2 separate regions of the Anas platyrhynchos genome follow, and region 2 is linked to region 1. The links are chromatin contacts, called in public Hi-C maps. All regions are on one chromosome and are shown on one strand. Each heading gives the region's core, a stretch centred on a gene start, on an enhancer-like site or on the middle of the called end of the contact. The rest is flanking DNA. Distances are from core to core; before and after follow the strand shown. Region 1 holds the start of CSRNP1 (cysteine and serine rich nuclear protein 1). Region 2 has its middle 92 kb from the start of XIRP1.

Region 1 (5,281 bases), core at 678-3,177:
GGCTCATCCCAGTGCATGGGGTCGAGGTCACAGCCCAGCCCCACGAGCTCCACGCCTAGAGCCAGGATAAATATTGGTTTAAGACCCACTTCAGCCAGGTACGACTCACGCAGTAAACCCTGGGGGAGTCTTTTGCCCCCCCTTTTTCCAGGGGTTTGTACGGGTGACCTTGGCATGAGCATCGCCAAAAACTGGCGCGGTGCTGAGCCTTGCGCTGAGCACCCCGAAATCCTCACCCCGAAATCCTCACCGACTCACAGCCTGGCAATGCCTCCAGGCAACTTCGTCACCCCCGTGCTATCGGCACCGACTCACTGCCCGTGCATTTATTTAACTATTTTAATTCCTGCCATATTTACCTCCGTGGCTTCCCAGCTGCCGCTGGGGCAGCCTCCCTGCGGGGTCTCTTCCCAGTTTCGGGGGCTGTCCGGCTCAGCCCAGCTGATTTTCCCCCCTCCAAGGCCGGGTCTAAGGTTTCATAACCTTCCCCTGGTTAAAAATAACCTCTCCTGCCGCTGCACGACCCAGGCGCGGAGGCAGGGATCCGCTCGCGGTGCCACAAGTGCGCTCTCCTGCGGGGCTGGGCGAAACGCCTTCCCCAGGAAGCAGGGCAAAAGAGCTCGCTCCTGCCAATATTTTGGGAAGCTCGCGGAGAAAAAGCTCCGCGGGGTTTGCCACCAAGCCCTTCTTTCTCTTAGGGTAAATAAGAAACATTAGCGAAGGCATTAAAAGGTTATCTGGCACGGCCCGGACCAAGCGGGCTTCAAGATGTACTCGGCGCAGATTGCACCGCAATAAATATGAAAGGAGCGAAGCGTGCTTTGTCTAGGAAAATCCTCTATTTGATTACAGCTGATGAATAATTCACGGCGGGTTTCCATCCTCGTCCTGCCCTCGGTACACGCCGTGCGTTACCTTGCCGGCCGTGTGTACGCCCGCGGGTCCCTGCCTTGAATTATTAAAGGGAGAAACGCTCCGGCACCAAAGCAAGGGGAAGAAAATAATAAAAATATATTTTTAAAAAATGAAAAAAAAAAAAAATAATTAGCTGTGGGACACCGCTTCTCCCTGCACGCCAGCCCCATCCCACGGGGAAAACACGGCGGAGGGGTGACAGGCGCTGGGGGGAGCCAGAAAAGAGGAATTAAAGCGAGGTTTGGGAACTCGAGAGGGTTTTTTTTTCGCTGCTCTTGTTCCTTATTTCCTCCCCAAGGTGCGGTGTGAGAGCTCCCCACCGGGGGTCGGCGGTGAAGGAGCCCCCCGGGGGGGGGCGCCCCGTCCGTCGGTCTGCCCGTCGGTCTGTCGGGGCGCCGGTAGGTGTTGCTGTAGCGACGGGAAAACATCCCCGAGCCGGGGAGTTTGGGGAAAGAGGGAGCCTGCCGGGCTCTCCCCCTCCACCACCGCCACCCCCGGTTTTATTTCACCATCGCCGCGAGCTGGCGGGGGGGGCGCGCTCCCCCCCCAAAAAAAAAAAAAAAAATTAAAAAAATGATTTTTAAATTTTTTTCTTTTTAAGGGGGGCTCAGCAGGGCCTCCCCAAGACTCTCCTCATTCCTCATCCTAACCAAGAGGTCCGGGGAGCTCCGCGATGTGTCCCGGTTGTGTCCCCGATGTGTCCCCCCCCAGCCCGGCTGGGAACGAAGGGGGGGGGGGCACCCAACCAAACCCCGCTCCCCCAAACCCCCCGTGACGGATTCACCCCAAAACCCCTCAATGCCAACCCAAACACCCCACACAACCCAGCCAAACCCTTTTACCTGAGGAGGCGGCGGGTGGCGGCGGCGGCAGCTCCGGCTGCAGTGGCGGTGCCTGGCGCGGCGCCTCCCGCTCTGCCGCTGCCGGGGCTGCGCCGCGCCGCGCTGCCCTTTTTCGTCAGTGGAAAACTCCGGGCTCTGACGCAGGCGGTGACAGGAGCGGGGCCGGCTCGGCCCCGGGCCCGCCCGGTTTCCTGCTTCTCTTCTCTTTCTCCCCCCCCCCCCTCCTCCTCCTCCTCCTCCTCCTTCTTTCCTCCGGTCCCCGGGCGGGGCGCTGAAGCTCGGCTCGGGGTGGCTCCGCCGCCGCCATCCCGCCCGCACCGCCGGGGGCGCTGCCCCTGAGGGGGTGGGGAGGCGATGGGGGAAATAAAGTGGGGTGGTGCGGGGGGTTAAGGCTGTGGTGGGGCTCAAATGGGTTTGGGGGACGCGGGGTGTTCTGAGCCTGCAAGGGGTTGGGGATGCACAACCACTCCGGGACCACAAAATGGGTTTGGGTGCTGCAGAGGATTCAGATCCCACAAGGGTTTGGGGACCCACAACCTCTCTGAGACCCTAAAATGGATTTGGGTGCTTCAGAGGATGCAGATCTCACAAAGAGTCAGGGACCCACAACCACTCAGACCCTAAACTGGGTTTGGATGCCTCAGAGGATTCAGATCCCACAAGGGGTTTGAGACCCACAGGCATGCTGGGACTACAAAATAGGTTTGGATGCCTTGGAGGATTCAGATCCCACAAGGGTTTGAGGACTCACAACCACTCCAGGACCCCAAAATGGGTGCCTCAGAGGATTCAGACCCCACAAGGGGTTGGGGTGCCATAACCACTCTGGGACCCTAAAATGAGCTTGGATGCCTCTGTGCATTCAGGACCCACAAGGGGTTGGGGACCCATAACCACTCGGTGACCCTAAATTAGGATTGGACGCCTCAGAGAATTCAGAATTCACACGGCATTTGGGGACCCACAACCACCCTGTGACCCCAAAATTGGTTTGGACTCCTCAGGGTGTTCAGATCCCACAAGGGATCAGGGACCCACAGGCATACTGGGACCCCCAAATGGCTTTGGATGCTTCAAAATACTCGGACCCCATAAGGGGTTTGGGACCCACAACCACTCAGGGACCCCAGAATGTGTTTGGATGCCTCAGAAGATTCAGATCCCACAAGGGGTTTGAGACCCACAGGCATGCTGGGACTACAAAATAGGTTTGGATGCCTTGGAGGATTCAGATCCCACAAGGGTTTGAGGACTCACAACCACTCCAGGACCCCAAAATGGGTGCCTCAGAGGATTCAGACCCCACAAGGGGTTGGGGTGCCATAACCACTCTGGGACCCTAAAATGAGCTTGGATGCCTCTTGTGTGTTCAGGTCCCACATGAGGTTGGGGACCCATAACCACTCTGTGACCCTAAATTGGGATTGGACGCCTCAGAAAATTCAGAATTCACACGGCATTTGGGGACCCACAACCACCCTGTGACCCCAAAATGGGTTTGGACTCCTCAGGATGTTCAGATCCCACAAGGGATCAGGGACCCACAGGCAAACTGGGACCCCCAAATGGCTTTGGATGCTTCAAGATACTCAGACTCCACAAGGGGTTTGTGACCCACAACCACTCAGGGACCCTAAAATAGGTTTGAATGCCTCAGAGAATTCAGGTCTCACAAGAGCTTGGGGACCCACAACCACTCCAGGACCCTAAAATGAGTTTGGATGCCTCAGAGAATTCAGAATTCACATGGCATTTGGGGACCCACAATCACTCAAGGACCCCAAAATGGGTTTGGATGCCTCAGGGTGTTCAGATCCCACAAGGAGTTGAGGACCCACAACCACTCTGAGACCCAAAAATGTGTTTGGATGCCTCAGTGTTTAGATCCCACAAGGGGCTGGGGACCTACAGCCATGCTGAGACCCCAAAATGGGTTTGGATGCCTCAGAGGATTCAGATCCCACATGGCATTTGGGGACTCACAAGCAACAACCCCACAGGACCCACAACTTGAACCCCCAAATGGATTTGGGCCTCACATATCATTTGGGTCCCTTCAGGGGTTTGAGACCTACAGGCAATGGGTTTGAGCCCAACAAGGGGTTGGGGTTCCTACATGGATTTTGGGATCCATGGTCACAGCTTGGACACCAGAGTGAATAAGGACCCCACAAAGGGTTTGGGTCCTTCAAGGGTTTTGGGACCCAAAGGTTGGGAGCTAACCAAGCCCGGATGTTTGACTCCCACAAGGAGTTGGGGCCCCATGAGGAGTGTGGGCCCCACAAGAGATTTGGGACCTGAGAAGCAGGCTTAGATACCAAGATCTGGGCTAGCAGGTTTGGGCCTAAGGTGTTTTGGGACCCATGATCAAGAATTGACCTCTGAAAGGGGTTTGAACCCCACAAAGAGCTTGGGTATCATAAGCAGGCTGAGCAGCAAAAGAGATTTGGAACCCACAGAGGGGTTGGGACTCCCAAGCAAAGTTTGGCCTCTTTAAGGTGTTTGGGCCCTCCAAAAAGACATGGGCCCAGCAACAAGGCTTTTGTCCCCAGAAAGGGATTTTGAACCCAAAGGGATTTGGTCTACAAAAGGTGTTTAGGCCCTATTAACAAAGGTTGATCCCCCAAGGGGATTTGGGCCCCCAAAAGGGATTTAGGCCCCATGGGCATGGGTTGGCCACCAAATAAGTTGGAACCCTTCAAGAAAGAGCTGTCCCCCAAGGGCCATTGGCCCTATAAAGCAAGGCTTGGCTCTCAGAAGGCCCCACCAGCAAGAGGTGGGATGTTTTTGGGGGTTCATGTCGCAGTGTGGCTCTACCAGCAGATGCATTTTGGGGGGATGGAGGGACATTAAAAGTGATGATTTTTATTCCACCCTCTGCCAGTGCAAGGCCCTACGAGCAGCAGGGTTAGTGGGACAGGAAGAGGTGCGCTGGGGGCTTTGAGAGTGATATTAAAAGGCTGGTGAAGGAGGACAAATTTATTTTTTTTAATTAATTTTGCTCCTGCTGGGTTATGTGTGAGTTACCCTGTGGCAAGAAAGGCATTGTAAACCCTGGAGTTTGGGGGGCAGCAGGGAGTTGGCGTCAGGTTCCTTCCAGCTCTGGTTGCTGCGGCCTTCAGCCAAAGATGTCCACAGGGTACCAGGAGCTTCCGAAGAGCTGCAGGTTTTTGACCCCAAGTAATCAAACCCCTTCCATCAGCAGACAAAGCACAGGTTTACCTGACATTCCTCAATTTTGCTATTTTGCCATATTTTTGCCGCACAAGTTCAGCTGGGCCATCGCCAAGCAGTGTGGTGAGAATCCTCGAGTTATGATGCTGCCTTCTCCCGGGGATGCTCCGTAAAACCTAAAACCCTAACACCTGACAGCGACAACTCCCAAAGCACGGCCGGGATGACCCGAATTTCTTTCCCAGATGCAGACATCGTGGAGGCAACACGTAAGTGCAGCCAGTGCCCTGCTGCCTTCCTGAACATGACGGCGTGCAGCGCTCGGTCGCCAAAGGAGTGGTTTTCCTGAG
Region 2 (5,295 bases), core at 2,347-4,846, 160 kb after region 1:
TTCTCCAGGCTCTTTGCTGAACAGCCGTGACACTTTGACCAGAAACCTCAAAGGACTCCAGCTACTTAGAATCTGCCTCTCCTCTTCACTGGGGTTTGCTGGTGTGAGACTTCCCTGGGGATTTACTGTTTATTCTTCCCACAGCGCCTTATCAAGCTGGATCAGCATGTTCAGATGAGAGCATTGTAATGTTGGCTATGTCACATCCAGGGTTCCTCAAATCCCAGCTCGGCACTACTCACTACCATCTCCTGTGTCAGGTCTTGGACCTCCGTGCTATTTTGTAAAGTGCTGGAGGACTCTTTGTGCCGTTTCATAATTGGATCATAGCAATCTTTGGCAGAGTTGACCCTTTACTTTGAAGGTGATGGCTGATGATATCCCACAGGAGCTTGTGGATTATGGGCCATGCTTACCTGGTATCATGCAAAGGCTCCTTCTGCAGATCACCACTCCTCCTACTTATAATTGCATGAGAGAAAAGCCTTTCCTGTGCATGGATGTTTTGGCAGCTTTATTTCTGTCTAGATTCCTATCAAGAAAATTTATCAGACCAGCCTTCCCCACAATCAATATATCAGAAGAAAGCGGTTCAGTAGAGCTGGATAACAGGGGAACAGCAACCTGCCAACCTAGAGATGCTCAAGTAATGTGACACAGCCATGGGCATGTGGTCCATACTTGCCTGTACCACAGCAAGTCTCCATCTGCATACAACCAAACGGAAGGAAAAAGCCTTTTACAGCTGGGTAGTAGCTGCTCATCTTGCTGAGGCCACAAAGGGGGAAGCTGGATCACACGATGAATGGCAAAGGTGCCTCCTTCACCAGCTCCACCACAAGCAGCTGTGGCCACAGGAGTTAAAGCCCCCATGGCTCTGATGCTTTACAATATGCCAGACCAAATTACCTGCCGAGGCGAATGGAGCTTGGCTCCACAGAATCACGCTGGGAGCCAGTCCTGATGTATCATCCACGGAGGGCAGCGGGAGAAGGCAGATATTCTTATCTGATCTGAACCAGATTGCACATCTCTGGCAATCCCTGTGGTAATGTATAATCTTGGGCCAAGCCAGGAAACCCGATCCTGTGCTGAGGCCTCCAGCTGTTACTGCACACTATCATAAAAACCTGCTTCATGCACCTGCTTGTATAATCCACTTCCACAGGGGAAACAGCCTTCCTGGCCATCCCCAGAGATCAGTTTTGCCCTGACAAATGAACCTTGCAAGACCTTGTAGTTTTAGCTAATATAGTTAGCATTGGTTTCCTTCTCCTGTAGGTTTGTTAGCATTCTTCCTGCACTGAAAGTATGATCTTTGAGCCTTTGAAGTGTCTTCTCCTTCACTGTTCAGTGGCTGGTGAATCCATGGAGAGACGCAATCCACAAGAAGATGCAGACATGCCTTTCTGCATGGGCACTCAAGGTGACCAAGAAAGTCTTGTAACACTCTGAGCTGGAATAGGAATACAGCCAGGACTGAACACAAGGACCTTTTCCTCTCTCTACTGATTCTCTAGGAACAGACAAGGAGAAACAGCCATCATCTGAAAAAGCAAGAAAACTTCAGGAACACTAGTTACCCAGACCCAAGTGAGAGTCCCTGCGTGGGCTGTAATGACCATGAACACCGCACAGTTCTTCTTAGTGACCGTCCTCATCAGGACAAAATCCGAGCCCCTCTCATCAGGGCAAGCCACAGCAGACTCAAGACCAGAGGCAGATTTCTATCATTCTCTCACCTTTTAATTCTTCCTTTTCCCCCAAATCCATGTGAACATTTCCATTACACACCAGCATAAAAGGGAGTCTGGTACTGTAATTTCCTGTGGAGAGGAAGCTGTAAGTCAATTACCAGCTATCTTTAAGCCAGGAAAAAGACTGAATTCAAGATGAGAGACACCAATAAAGTCCTATAGGGACAGACTCCACAAATGAAAGAATGAACATTTTTGCACAGTTTCTTTTGAAACCACAGAAGAGCAGCGCTGGGCAGGAACAGAGCTTTCTCTGTGATTCACTGGAGGGTTCCAAAACTCCAGAGGAGACATAACCCTCCTCTAATAAATGACAAAGGACCAGCTCCCTGCTCTTTTCACTGGCTGCAGCAAAGTCAAAGCAGATGCGGTGACCCACAGCGAGCGAGGACTTGAGCTCGCTGCAGCAGCCCAGCACGTGGCCAAGGGTCTGGCTGCTCCACATCCCAGCCCTTTCCAAGAGCTGTAGGAAGGCTGTTCCCCAGCAGAGCTTTCAGCTGGTCCGTCTGCTGCAGGTTCTTCTTCTGCCCCCCGCAGTGGGCTGTATTAAGTAAAATATCGGACATCTGCTGTCTGTGGTTGGTTTTCTTTCATCCCCTCCCCAGGCCGAGACCGGCCTGGCAGGAAGTGCAGCTCCCTTGCATTGTTTTGCACCTCCCTCAGGCTAAAAGGTGGGGAGAAGGCCCCCAAGTCACACTCAGCAGCTCCTTTTAGCAACAAATTGTAAATATTTGGGACAAAAGCCTTCTGGATCCACTCAAACGGGGCCTTTGCTAGTGCAGACAAAGACACACACAGCGGCAAGTGTTTCACTTAGCGCTGCGTCCTGGCCCTTTCCGAACCCTCCAGTTACTTACAGGGTTGTGTTTTGACCTGGCACCAAACAAAGTCAATCTATGGACTTTCCCACTGCAGTGAGTGAGTTGGATCAGGCCCAAAATCCCACAGTATCCAAATGTGTGACAAGCGTTATTAACACCTTGTTAGTACCTGGTGCAATGGACTACTCACTTCCCTGCCTGTGGTGCCAAATTGCTCCCGACCCCGAAATCAAACCACGACTCTTGGGATTCCCACACACCATCCCCAAACAGGCAAAAAATATATCATTCCTTTCTGAGAAAAAGACCTGGACACGGCTCCTTACCTGTTACTGGTGGACTATCATGTTGCTGGTTTGTATAACGGGACCAGACCTTTTATAGCCAGGCTTGGGACCTCAGGATATGCCATTCCTACCAACAAGACGGTTTGAGGGAACAAATCCATGTGCATATACCATGCCACTTCAGTAACCAGCTTAAAGCTTACCATAAGTGTCAGCTAACTTCTTGTTTTTCCTCTGGTGAGCTTCTAGACCTACCTTGTGCCTTGTCTGGCCTCTGTCTTCCTTGTTTCCCAGTCCCATTAGCATTAAAAGACATCCCTATACGTGCTGGCAGTGCAGTAAGAGTGCTTCTCATTGCAGTGTAATTGATTTCACTGTCACTGGTGCAGACAGCATAACTGAGGACTGAAACAACTTCAAACTAGCATAATTGATTAAGCAAAGTGACTGAAATTGTTATTAGTACCTGCATGGGTCAGAGATATTAAGACCAAAAAGGCATGGCAAAGCACAAGAACACCAGTTTCCAGCTGTGCTGAAGAATAAGTGGGGGAGGGGGGGGGGGGGGGGGGGGGCGGAGATGTTTTCCTTCATTTTATTTAATCTCTATCTCAGCTTCACAGAACTAGAGAATAATTTGGGTTGGCAGGGACCTCTGGAGGGCTGCAGCTCAATGCCCTGATCAAAGCAGGTCTAGGTTCAAGGTCAGACCTGGTTGTTAGGTCCCTGCTCCATTGAGTATTTGTTATCTCCAAGGTCTGAGACGTCATTTGCTGGGCTCTTCTTCTAGTGCTTCAGTGCTCTCATGAGACAAAGCTTTTTTGTTATGTCCAAAAGGATTTTTTCCTTCTGCAACTGGTGCCCCCTGCCTCTTCTTTTCTTGTGCAACTCTTCACTATAATCCTTTTAGGTAAACATAACATAAACTGCCTCTCTTTCTCTTCTCCATACACCTTGAACAATCCGTTTGACTCAGAGTGAAACACTTTACTTTGGGTTCTGGTAAGAAAAGTATCAATAATGAAAGCTGGCTTTTGGCTATATGGGTTGGTGTCACCTCCTTTTCTAGCTTCTTTCCCCACTTTGTTTTGGAGCTGAAGCTTTTCAGGAATTTGGAGTTGAATGTGTAAATGTTCTCCTGGGTGAACAAAAGTCACATTTCTAATAAAACTCAGTATTCACTAGAAAAATGCACCCAAGGAAAATCATAGGAAGTTGTGTGTCTTTGAAAAAATCTCACCTGTTCTCAGCATCCTTTCCCTCAGCTCTCCTGGGTTTTAAATATTAAAGTAAGGAGCTGTTGGCTTGGATACAGAAATAGCCTAATTCTCTGCCCAAGGTATTTCCCTTCCTGGCTCTCCTCCCCTTCAGCTCAGAGTGATTCTTAAATTCTTTTTATTTTTAATTTTCTAGTATTTGCCTATTTCCACCACCTCCCCCACGTGGCATGATGTCAAATCAGCAGCAAGCAGGCCAGAAGGAATGTATATCCCCATTACTCTCAGCACTACAGTGGAAGCTTTTAAGATGTAGCCAGTAAATTCAGTCTTCTGCAGGGCGACTGCTAAGCAGAAGTCCCTCTTGCTAGAATGTCACCATGTGCTTCACACAACAAGGCAGCCAGCAGGCTCCTGCTGTTACCAACAGATGGCTGGAGGGTCAGCCCTCATGGTGCCAGGGCTTGCTGGATGGTTTTGCTGAGAAACAGGTAGGAAAAAATATTGCTACATGTCTGGGGAGAAAACGCAAGACCAGAGCCAAGGTCAGAGCGCTTTTGAAAGGGTTTGCCACTGTCAGACCAAGTGCAGTTACCTAGACATGAACAGGCACTTTCTAATTGTCATGATTCCTGCTCAGTGTATGTTCCCGTGGGAGTGAGGTGCACAGGCCAGTGTGAAATTTTCCCGTTGGGATATGTTTTTCTTTCATTAATTCCCTCCTGCTGTTATTTCTGTCTTATATCAAAGGCCAGGAGAATTTTGTCTATCCGAGAAAAGAATCAGAGGCACACACAAATCATATGACCCAAGAACCATTTTCCATTCTATTAACCCACTAAGACATACATGAATTATGAGGTAAACACTGTTGTTTCCTTTTTTTTTTTTTTTCCAAAACAAAACAAATACTCACCCTGCATGGGCAATAATACCATCACCGTGTGATTGGATTATCAGAAGGTCACCAGACCCAAGGAACTGGATAGAGCTGTTTTGGGGATATCCACAGAGGTATTCTGGACCCAACTGCTTTGCAGAGGTCTAAACTTTAGCTGGTTTCAAGGAGATAAGCACATGTAGGTCCATGCTCTGCTCCAAGCCCTGAGATTTGATCTTTTCTTATCTCTACTGACCCAAAAATAAAGGTCTTTCTGACAGTTCTTAGCACACCAGCATGATACTTACACCCAGTGAAGATGAATATATACCT

Evidence for each region. Hi-C and Micro-C count contacts between places; a contact is called where the count stands out from the background.
Region 2: a contact with region 1 is called in a Hi-C map of F1 follicle, with 3 times the contacts expected there. The contact joins the enhancer-like site here to the promoter of CSRNP1 in region 1. A contact is called at or near these places in 7 of 8 Hi-C or Micro-C datasets (F1 follicle, F5 follicle, liver and 3 more).

What each region holds. Positions count from the first base shown.
Region 1 is chr2:154,111,885-154,117,165 of IASCAAS_PekinDuck_T2T, forward strand. It overlaps CSRNP1 (cysteine and serine rich nuclear protein 1), which reads right to left and starts at 1,928. Exons shown (of 5, transcript XM_027450374.3): 1 at 1,758-1,928. It overlaps LOC110354577 (a long non-coding RNA gene), which reads left to right and starts at 5,142. Exons shown (of 3, transcript XR_002406691.4): 1 at 5,142-5,281.
Region 2 is chr2:154,267,680-154,272,974 of IASCAAS_PekinDuck_T2T, forward strand. No RefSeq gene overlaps it. Among named protein-coding and RNA genes, the nearest start is that of XIRP1, 92 kb to the right of the region's middle. Within about 2 kb of position 3,597, at least 3 of the 8 cell types and tissues checked have an H3K27ac peak or open chromatin away from gene starts, as enhancers often do. A contact at or near this core is called in F1 follicle, F5 follicle and small yellow follicle, where this site is marked.